2 separate regions of the Mus musculus genome follow, and region 1 is linked to region 2. Evidence: chromatin contacts called from public promoter capture Hi-C data. All regions are on one chromosome and are shown on one strand. The core of a region is the stretch at or near the end of the contact, and the rest is flanking DNA. Distances in the headings are between cores, read along the strand shown. Region 1 overlaps Ttpa (tocopherol (alpha) transfer protein). Region 2 holds the start of Rmdn1 (regulator of microtubule dynamics 1).

The links. Promoter capture Hi-C pulls out the DNA fragments that hold promoters and counts their contacts.
Region 1: a promoter capture Hi-C map of embryonic stem cells shows a contact between it and region 2, with 6 read pairs. The contact joins the enhancer-like site here to the promoter of Rmdn1 in region 2. A contact is called at or near these places in 1 of 39 promoter capture datasets (embryonic stem cells), 25 of 484 Hi-C or Micro-C datasets (CD4 T cells, CD8 T cells, the HL-1 cell line and 15 more), 13 of 115 datasets of contacts at active chromatin or transcription factors (bone marrow-derived macrophages, embryonic stem cells, regulatory T cells and 2 more) and 2 of 9 other capture datasets (embryonic stem cells and macrophages).

Annotation. Positions count from the first base shown.
Region 1 is chr4:20,022,525-20,026,932 of GRCm38.p6, forward strand. It overlaps Ttpa (tocopherol (alpha) transfer protein), which reads left to right. Exons shown (of 5, transcript NM_015767.4): 4 at 1,261-1,371. Among named protein-coding and RNA genes, the nearest start is that of Ttpa, 16 kb to the left of the region's middle. Within about 2 kb of position 1,602, at least 1 of the 459 cell types and tissues checked has an H3K27ac peak or open chromatin away from gene starts, as enhancers often do. A contact at or near this core is called in embryonic stem cells, where this site is marked.
Region 2 is chr4:19,573,259-19,578,039 of GRCm38.p6, forward strand. Rmdn1 (regulator of microtubule dynamics 1) reads left to right here and starts at 1,808. Exons shown (of 10, transcript NM_025476.6): 1 at 1,808-2,069. The coding sequence starts at 1,956.

The sequences.
Region 1 (4,408 bases), core at 352-2,851, 450 kb after region 2:
GGTCAGCTGAAGGTAAAAGCTGTTCTACAGTCACCTCCCTTGTTCTACAGTGCCTGCAGCATGGTGTCTAATACAAGAAAATTAGATACAGCTTGTGCGGAGAAAGGGAAGTGATCACGTAAATGATGCCACATCATTTGATGGACCAGCTCAACAATGTTAGAACTCACAATGCTCCCCACAAATCATATTGCAACAATAGGAGAGAGCAGGATACAAGAGGATTGCAGAGTGTGTTGGCAATTAAGTTTAAATAAAATTATACATAGAATCTGTAAAAAGAAATTAATAATACATTTCTAAATTGCAAGATGGGAAATTCTTCATGAAAGAGGAAGAAAACGTCTTGATTACCAGTAGTGTCATTAACAGTGTCATTAACAGTAGTGTCATTAACAGTAGTGTCACTAACAGTGTCATTAACAGTAGTGATTGAACTTTTGGATAAGAAAACTATTGATGAATCTATTTTTCTTTTAGGTCTCAACCTTTTAGGACTTTGATACTAAAGATATAAAGATATATACCGATGTCAATGTTTAAAAAGTGTGTGCCTGTTGTTATGTTCTTTTAATTTTCAGGGATGTTTAATTTTTTTCTCTAAAAATATATATTTTTAAAAAAATATACTAGATCAATATGTCCCCAATTGTCATTGTTTACTTAGGAGACACTTTATGTGTGACTAGAGTGGATTTTGTTTTTCTGAAAGGCTCTTAAAATACTCAGCCTAATCTAAGGGGGAGTGGGGACAAGCTTTCTATAGATCTTTTCTGAGTGCACTGATGATATATAAACCAGGTTTTTGTGTTGATGGAATAAATCATTTTGAAAATTAAGTCACTTTAGATTCTGCTGAGTATACGCACACATGAGTATTCACCAAAATGCATTGGAGGACAGAGGTTAATGTGTGGTGTCTTTTATGGTTCTCCATCTTATATTTTGAAACAGGGCCTTGAACTGAATGAACCTAGAGCTCACCATTCGTACTTGGCTGGGTAGAGTGGGGATCTGCCTGCCTCTGCTCCTTTGTTCCTTTGCTCTGGGGACAGACACAGACATGATGGCTGTGCATGGCTACTTGTGGTCTGAACTCAGGTCTTCATGCTTGTGCATCAAGTACGATGCCCATGGAGCCATCTTTCAGACTCGTACCAGAACTTTATAATGTGTTCCACAAGAGACTTGCCTTTAGCAATGTAACTGCTGTATTTATGTTGCGTTATTAAGGTTTTTATTATCCTTTCCTTTCGAAAGGATTCCTTTCCACTGAAAGTTCGTGGGATCCATTTGATAAATGAGCCAGTCATTTTCCATGCTGTCTTCTCCATGATTAAACCATTTCTGACTGAAAAGATTAAGGACCGGGTGAGTAAAATATATTCGTGATTACATCTTACCTCTTTCCATTTAAGGATTTTTTACTATATTCCCATGTTCCTTGCACTAAACCATTGGACCAATATTGCAAATACTACTCTTATAAATTAAAATTTACCTTTACTTTTGAAATATCTATCATTACTGGCTGGGAGACTCTTGGGAAACCGGACTCTCAGGTATCACTGGAGAGTAAAGTATGGTCCCTCTAGAGGGCAGTATAGTAATAGCCATGACAAACTATGTCAGCAGTTTCTGGAAGTTATAAAACAGATAAAGCTGTATAGCAACAAAGGCACATATACTGACAATCATTAAAACCTCCAAGCATTCACTGTGGGGGGGGGGGTGGAAAAACTGTGACAAATCCACACAGGACTGGAGGGTATGTTTTAGAGGAGAAATTCATGCCAGTGCAGATCAGTGTTGATGGCATGCTTTTTCTGTGAAAAAGGGAGAATCAGAACATACAACTATAGTTTTACAATAATGTATTTTGTCAGTATACACAGAAGCGTGGGTGATGGACAAATGATCCAGTGATGGTAGGTGAGGGCAGAGTTTATACCAATGTCTGTGTTGTTTGTTTTTAAACTTGTTTTGATTTCTAACTTACCTAGATGTGTAAATTATACAAATAAGAACACAGACTGTCTTAGCTATTAAGCCCATGTAACTGAAACACATCACATCTGGGGTATGTGATTTATTGTTTTACAGGTGATGCAAAGGAATTGATGTTCACTAACCTCTCCTGTTGAGCTTCATTTCATGTAGAGCTCTCTTCTTCTCTTCTCTTCTCTTCTCTTCTCTCCCCTCCCCTCCCCTCCCCTCCCCTCCCCTCCCCTCCTCTCCTCTCTTCTCTTCTCTTCTCTCTTCCTTCTCCCCCTCCCCTCCCTACTCCCTCCCCCTCGCCTTTCTTGTCTTTTCTTTTCTCCGGTTTCTCTGGGTAGTCCTGGCTGTCCTGGAACTCTCTCTGTAGACCATGCTGGCCTCAAACTCACAGAGACCTGCATGTCTCTCCCTCCTGAGTGTTGAGATTAAAGGTATGTGCCGCCACCACCCAGCTCATGTAGAATTTTTTAGTTCACATTTTGTTGTTTAGAACTTTTGAAAGGCTGACAATAACTTGCTCTCGAGAGCAGCAGCTGCTTCCCTGCATTAGTCTGTAGAGGAACACATACATTTACAGCTTTCCCTTAGGGTGCTGTTTCATCACCCATGTTGTCTGTGGTCTCTAGGTTCAAGGGATGCTCCCATCTTGGCTTTCTGAGCAACTGTGGCAGGCACAGCTGAACACCATTTGCCCACTGCAAATAGTTTTGGAGGAATTTTGCCATTTCGGCCTCAAAAATATAAGTAGTGATTGCAGTGATTATAATGAGATACTTGGAAGTTTAGAAATTATTCTTCCATCTTAAGAAAGCATAACATTTTACTCCTGGTCAGACTATTATGACCCTAGAGACAATCTTGACACATTAAGTGAGCCAGTTGGCATTTCTTTCTCTTTATTTTCATTAAATTTCTTTCTTTATTCTTTGATAATTCCAAGCATGTATCTAATGTATTTTCTCATCTCCCCTTTTCATTCTCCTCTACTTCCATGGAATCCCTTCTTCCTAACCAGTTCCTCTCCTTCTTTCATGAATTCTTGTTGTTATCTGTGACTCCCAGTAGGTATTTCTGTCCTTAGAGAAAAAGATTTGTTCTATTTTTATACAAATTTCTGCTTGGAAGAATGGGCTTCTGAGTGCAGATACCCTCTGAAGCCAGAAGAGTGCCACATCTCTTGGAGTTAGAGCTACATGTGGTTGGGAGCCAACTGATGTAGGTGCTGGGATCTGAACTCTGGAAAATCAGCAAGCACTCATGTCTCTCCAGGCCAATTTCTGTCTGTATTTTAAGGTTTCATCCCTAAATTGTCAGCTCTAGTGAAGCTGGCCACTTCGGCTATTTTGTGTTCTAGTGTTTTCTATAAGGTGTTTTGTTTTCCATGTAGTGTAACTTAGTAACATTGGATACCATCTGATTAACTCTTAAAGTTCTAAAAAGAAGTTTATCTATTTTGGGTTATATTCTGAACAATTAAAAACAAAAGTGAGAGCCAGGCGGTGGTGGTGCACACCTTTAATCCCAGCACTTGGGAGGCAGAGGCAGACAGACTCTTGAGTTCGAGGCCAGTCTGGTCTACAGAGTGAGTTCCAGGACAGCCAGGGCCACACAGAGAAACCCTGCCTCCAAAATCCAAAAAAAGAGAAAAAACAAACAAGCAAAAGTGAGAGTAAGTAGATCTAAGAAAATGGAGAATATGAACCAAAAAAATAGAAAAACACTAAAAACTGAGATACTAAGTGAGGCAGGCCAGTGCAAGTTAACTCACAGCAGACAAACCAGAATGAGTAAACAAACTCAGGCACTTTTCCTGCTCAGCTTTTGGGCAACACTAGACATTTCCATATTTCTCCTTTTCTGAGAAAAATAGAGTTTCTTACTAGCTAACTGATAGCATCTTAGTTTAAAAAAGTCAAGGGTCAAGGGGTTGGCATCTGAAGTTCTTACATATAGATTCACCATTTCTAATTTCTTTTTCCTTTAAAAAGATTTAATTTTTTAAAGTGTGTGTATGTGTATCTGAGATGCCTGAGAGGATGAGAAGAGGGCATCAGATCCCATGGAGCTGCAAGTTACAAACTGCCCACTATGGGTGCTGGGAACTAACTCAAGTCCAAGAAGCCATCTCTCCACTCCCAACCCTCATTCCTAACACACATAGGTTCTCATTTAATGATTGCGGAAAGCATTGATAAACATTTTCCTTTGTGTGAGTATTCCTGTAAGCTCTGTCGTCCGGAGAAAAGTGATCCCAAGACAGGCAAAAAGGAAACTTGGTTCAGCAAGACTTTAGTTAGCCAGGCTGGTTCAAACTTCAGGAGTTGGACCCTAATGCATTTATCTATCTTTTACATATTAAGAGAGGAAAAAAAGAGTTTCCTCTTGTCAACTGTCACAACAGTTTCAGCTA
Region 2 (4,781 bases), core at 558-3,057:
ATCGTCATATCTTGCCAATAATCAGATAAAATCATATCAAGAGCCTCAGTGTGCAAAGGTGTTGTAAGATATTTGATCATATTGTGAACCCCAAGATTGTGTTACTTCCTGAAAAAAAAAATCTGTTTCTAGTTGTGGTATGGCTCTACCTGTGACACATACCTTTAATCCCAAACAATGAAGGCAAATTTAGTTTGTAGAAGAAAGCACCCATGTTTGAAAGTAAGGTTTAATTGAGAGGTAGACAAAATGAGAAAGATTTGACAGAATAGAATTTGCCCAACTCTCACCAAAAGAGGGGGGCAAGGGAAAAGAGGCTACTTAAGAGAACAGCACAGAGACAAAAGGACAGAAGGCAGTTTTATCTTCTCATTGAAACAAGGCAAGCACTCTACCAACAGAACTTTATTCAGTCTCTAAAGTAATGATGCCTAACTATTGAAAACCAAGTAAGATTGCCAGACAAATTTAGGATACTGAGATAGATCTAAGTATTGAATAAGAACTAGAATGTGGGGGGTGGGGGAGTGAAGAAAGTGCCCTTGTCACTCCAGTACCAACTCCAGAAATTCCTGCCCTGCTTCAAAACAAAGCAAAGAGAGTGTGTCTTTTGGATTTGCCAAAGTTTAGTGCAAAGTTTGTGAACCCCAAGATTCTGTTACTTCCTGAAAAAAATATTTACAGGCACATTTCTCCATCATCACTGAAATGAACATGATGTATGTAATAGCAAAAGCAATGTCTCATGTCTCTACACCTGGGAAGCTTGCTCCAAACACATGTTCTATCCCTTTTCTCACGGGCATGAGCGATTTGATTCTGGAGAATTCAAACTCGTACTGAAGCACATCTTCCTCATTTATAACTTGCAGTTCCTATCTACACCTAACGATGAATAGCATAACGGTTAAAGGACATGAAGGGTCCCAGCACCACATAGCACCTTTAGTAAATGGGTATTTAAGTAATTTAAGACAACAAATAAAAGTTAAATTAAAATCTGATTTCTCTCTCTCTCTCTCGGATATAACCTGTCTTATTTTTTATGTGTCCCTACCCAGGAAAGAACTGGGGTATCTATCTGAATTCTTAAGATGCAGAGTCTAACAGTCTCACTCAGTAGTTCAGACTAGACTGGAATTCACTGAGTAGTTCAGGCTATCTTTAAATCAATACAACAGCGCTGAGATTAAAACAATCAACTTTTTTTTTTTCTTTTTTGAGACAGGGTGTCCGGGATTCCATGCTAGCACTCAGCACATTATATAGCTCAGGATGACCTTGAACTCCTGATTTATGTGACCACCTCTCGAACGCTGGCATTCATTATAGGCTACCACTCCAATCGAATGCAGTGCTGAGAACTGAGTCCAGGACTTCATGCAAGCTAGAGAAGCACTCTGAGCTCTGGCTATGGTAGGACTTCTTTTTCTGGTATTTCCTGACTAAGTCTCATGGGGCTTTGTTTCTTTCTCTTAGTTCCCACCACCTCCAGGCTCTGGATGTGTTTTTCCACCCTCCTCCTTATGTAAGATAATGTAATTCATTCAAGTACTTATTTTCAAAAAGTACCATAAGTGCCAGGATTCACTTTACTGTTGAAGACTTTAGGACGTTATAGAAAAACTACAAAACAAAACAAAACAAAACAAAACAACAACAACCACAACCACAACCACCACAAAAGCTACAATGGACAGTCGCTGACAGCCAGAGGAGGGCTCTCGTCCCTCGCCTGAGCCTGTTGTGCGCATGCGTGATGGTTCCCCTCCACCCATTTCTCCCACCCGGAGTTATTTCCGGTCTCTGGAAACCGAGGCCCGGAAGCTGCGGGCCGGCGTGAAGGAGGTGGTGCTGGCCGACCTCTGGAACTCCGTTCCGGAGCTGACTTTCGCCCCGCCCCGTTTTGTCAGGTCCTCCAGCGCGTCGTCAGTCCCGCTGGGAAGCTGTCAGTCATGGCGCTGTCCTCGCGACTGTGGCGTCGTCTCCCTCCACTCCGCGTCTGTCAGCAGACGAGGACCTGGGGCAGCCGTGGGCGCTGTGGCGCCTGGGGAGTCCGCGCTTGCGAGGTAACCCGCTGTCCTGGTCCTGCTCGCTCCATCAAGCAGGGCGTCGGGGGCGCCCCCATCGCCAGGTCTGGAGGTGCGGCACCCGGCCCGAGGGTCGTGGAGCTTCCGCTTTGCAAACCTCCGCTGAGACAGCTGGCCTCATGACTGAGGGGTGCGTCCTCTCTGCCCTTCCAGTCCCAAAATAGAACGGGAAGGTGAAAGAACTTTGACCGTTTTGAGAAAGTCGACCGTCTCTGGACTCAGGTTATTACCTCGGGCAGCTCTGCCCGGTGGCTCAATGCTGTAGTCCCAACTACTGGAGAGTCCAGAGAAGGAGGATCGCAAATTCAAGGTTGGCTTGGGATGTGTCGAGCCAGTTCAGGGCTAGTCTGGGCCATTTAGTAAGCGCTTGTCCCAAAATAAACAGGAGAAGGAAAAAAAAAAAAGAAAGAAAGAAAGAAAGAAAGAAAGAAAGAAAGAAAGAAAAAAGTAAGTTCTGTGTTAATAAGCCTTTGCCTCGCACCTGGGGGCAAAAATATTTGTGATGTAACTTTGAAATTGTCAATAAATGAGAAAATTTATTTTTCAGTAATTATCCTTCAGTTTCTTGTTTTTTATGCACGCCAAAGCTGTTCAGATTTTTAAAAATTGTCTCAGTTCTGCTGTTTTTATTAGACAGGCTATGACTGTATTCTTGAAAAGGGATGACATCGGTCCCTAAGATATATTTCTCATAACTATTTTGCTAATTTTAAACCCTAAAGTACGGCCTATAAATGCCTGTTATAAAGAAACAGTTACTATCCATGGCGTGTGTAGGTCAGGAATCTAGATATGGCTTACCTGGGTGTCTAACTTAAGATCTCTCCTGAGGTTTAGTCAGGCTTTGACTGTTGAGGCCTCCTTTAATATCTTAGGGTTTTGTTTTGTGGACGTGCTTGTTTACTTGTGTTGCCAGGACTCCCCTAAGTGGCTATGCTTGGCTTGAGTTTAATATACACCCCAAGTAGTTTTCTTGCTTTAAGCCTTCTGAGTCCTAGTACTCCAGGTGTGAAAATTAAACCAACAACCTAACTTCCTTTCTCCCCTTTTAAAAATTCAATCGTTGTGTATTATGTGTTTCACCTGGATGCATGTATGTATTGCACCAAATGCATGCCTAGCACCTAGTTACCATGTCAGTGCTGGTCCTCTGGAAGACGAGCTAGCGCTCTTAAGCAATGAGCCACCCCTCCAGCTTTTCAAGTTTTGTGTATGTTTTGGTTCTGGTTTGTTTGTTTTTTGTTTTGAAAGTTCAGTTTCTGAGGATAAAAGGAGGAAGTTCTGCTTCCACACGCTCGCTCATGTGGCAGTAGGCAGGTAGTTTATCCACATTGCTACTGTTGCTAAGTTTTCTCAAAATGGGCAGGGGGTGGAAAGGAAGAGTCGAGAGAGTGTGACCTTTGTGGACTTCTAAGCACTTAATCTTGGAAAGGAAGTAAATCCGCAGGACTTGTAAGGGAATGGAGCACGCAGGGCATAAATTGCCTTCTGACACTCAGATTAAGAAAAGTTTATAGCCCGAGTTGCTTGATACTCTGCCCAGGGGAAGGAGAGAAGGGGACACCCAATGTCATTCTCTGACCTTTACATCTCACCTACTTACATCACACAATCATAAGTACAGAATAAAGTATTGTGTTTCTGATTTTAGTGTAAAGATTATAGGAAATCAAATAAGGCATTCAAACAGGGAAGTCATTTGACCAGATTTTCACTGAAAAAAAATAACAGTGTATGGTCAGAATGGATATGCAAGAGATCTTGGTGTAGGCTAGGTGAGAAATATGGCTTGCACTTTGGTGAAAATGTAGATAAGTGGAAGAATTCCAAGAGCTTTAAGGATATAGAGTTATAGCTTCATGGAAGAGGTTAAGAAGGCTCAAGTAGAAAGATTTAAGTTCCTAGCTGGAGCAGCCTAGAGCAATTTAAGGGGAAAAGGAGAAATGTGCTCTATTTTGGACTGGATTCAGAGGGCCAAGTTGACATTTGGATAAGTAGCTCAGGAGGTGTGCAGTTACCTTTTGAGATCCAGGCTAAAGAAAGGAATTTGGGAACTTTTAGCACAATGTTTAGTTTTGGTTTTGAGACAGGGTCTCTTTGTAGGTCTGGTTTGCTTGGAACTCACTATGTAGACTAGGCTAGCCTTGAACTTACAGAAATTCACCTGTCTCTGACTCCTGAGTGCTGACATTAAAGACAAATGGCAGCACATCTGGTTCGTACATATTTGTATTTTAAAGCCGTGGTAGAATGTTGAAAGTTTTAATATTACTCCAAGAAGGAGCCTTTGCACCCAGCACAGACAAATTCTAACCTTTAAAAGGAAGATACTTCGGCAAAAATTAGAAAAGAGGAAGAATAGTGATATTCCTTTCAATCTAATGAGTTTTTTTTAAATTTCTGGATCTAAAATTGGTAAAATTAATGTTGAGGAAAATTATGTCAGAGCACATACTTCTTTTACATAGGAAATATTTGTAGGAATTGTTACTATATTTCACTGTCTGTGAGTGTGTTTGGATGCGTGTTAGAGTGCACATGTGGAGGTAGGTCAGAGAATACCTTGTTTCTCCTTTCATCATGCGGCTCCCAGTGATTGAACTCAGGTTATAAGGCCTTGGTGGCAGCTTCCTTGTATCCACTGAGTCATATGCTCCCTTTGAGGTTTGGTTGTCTGTTTTAAAGAACTCA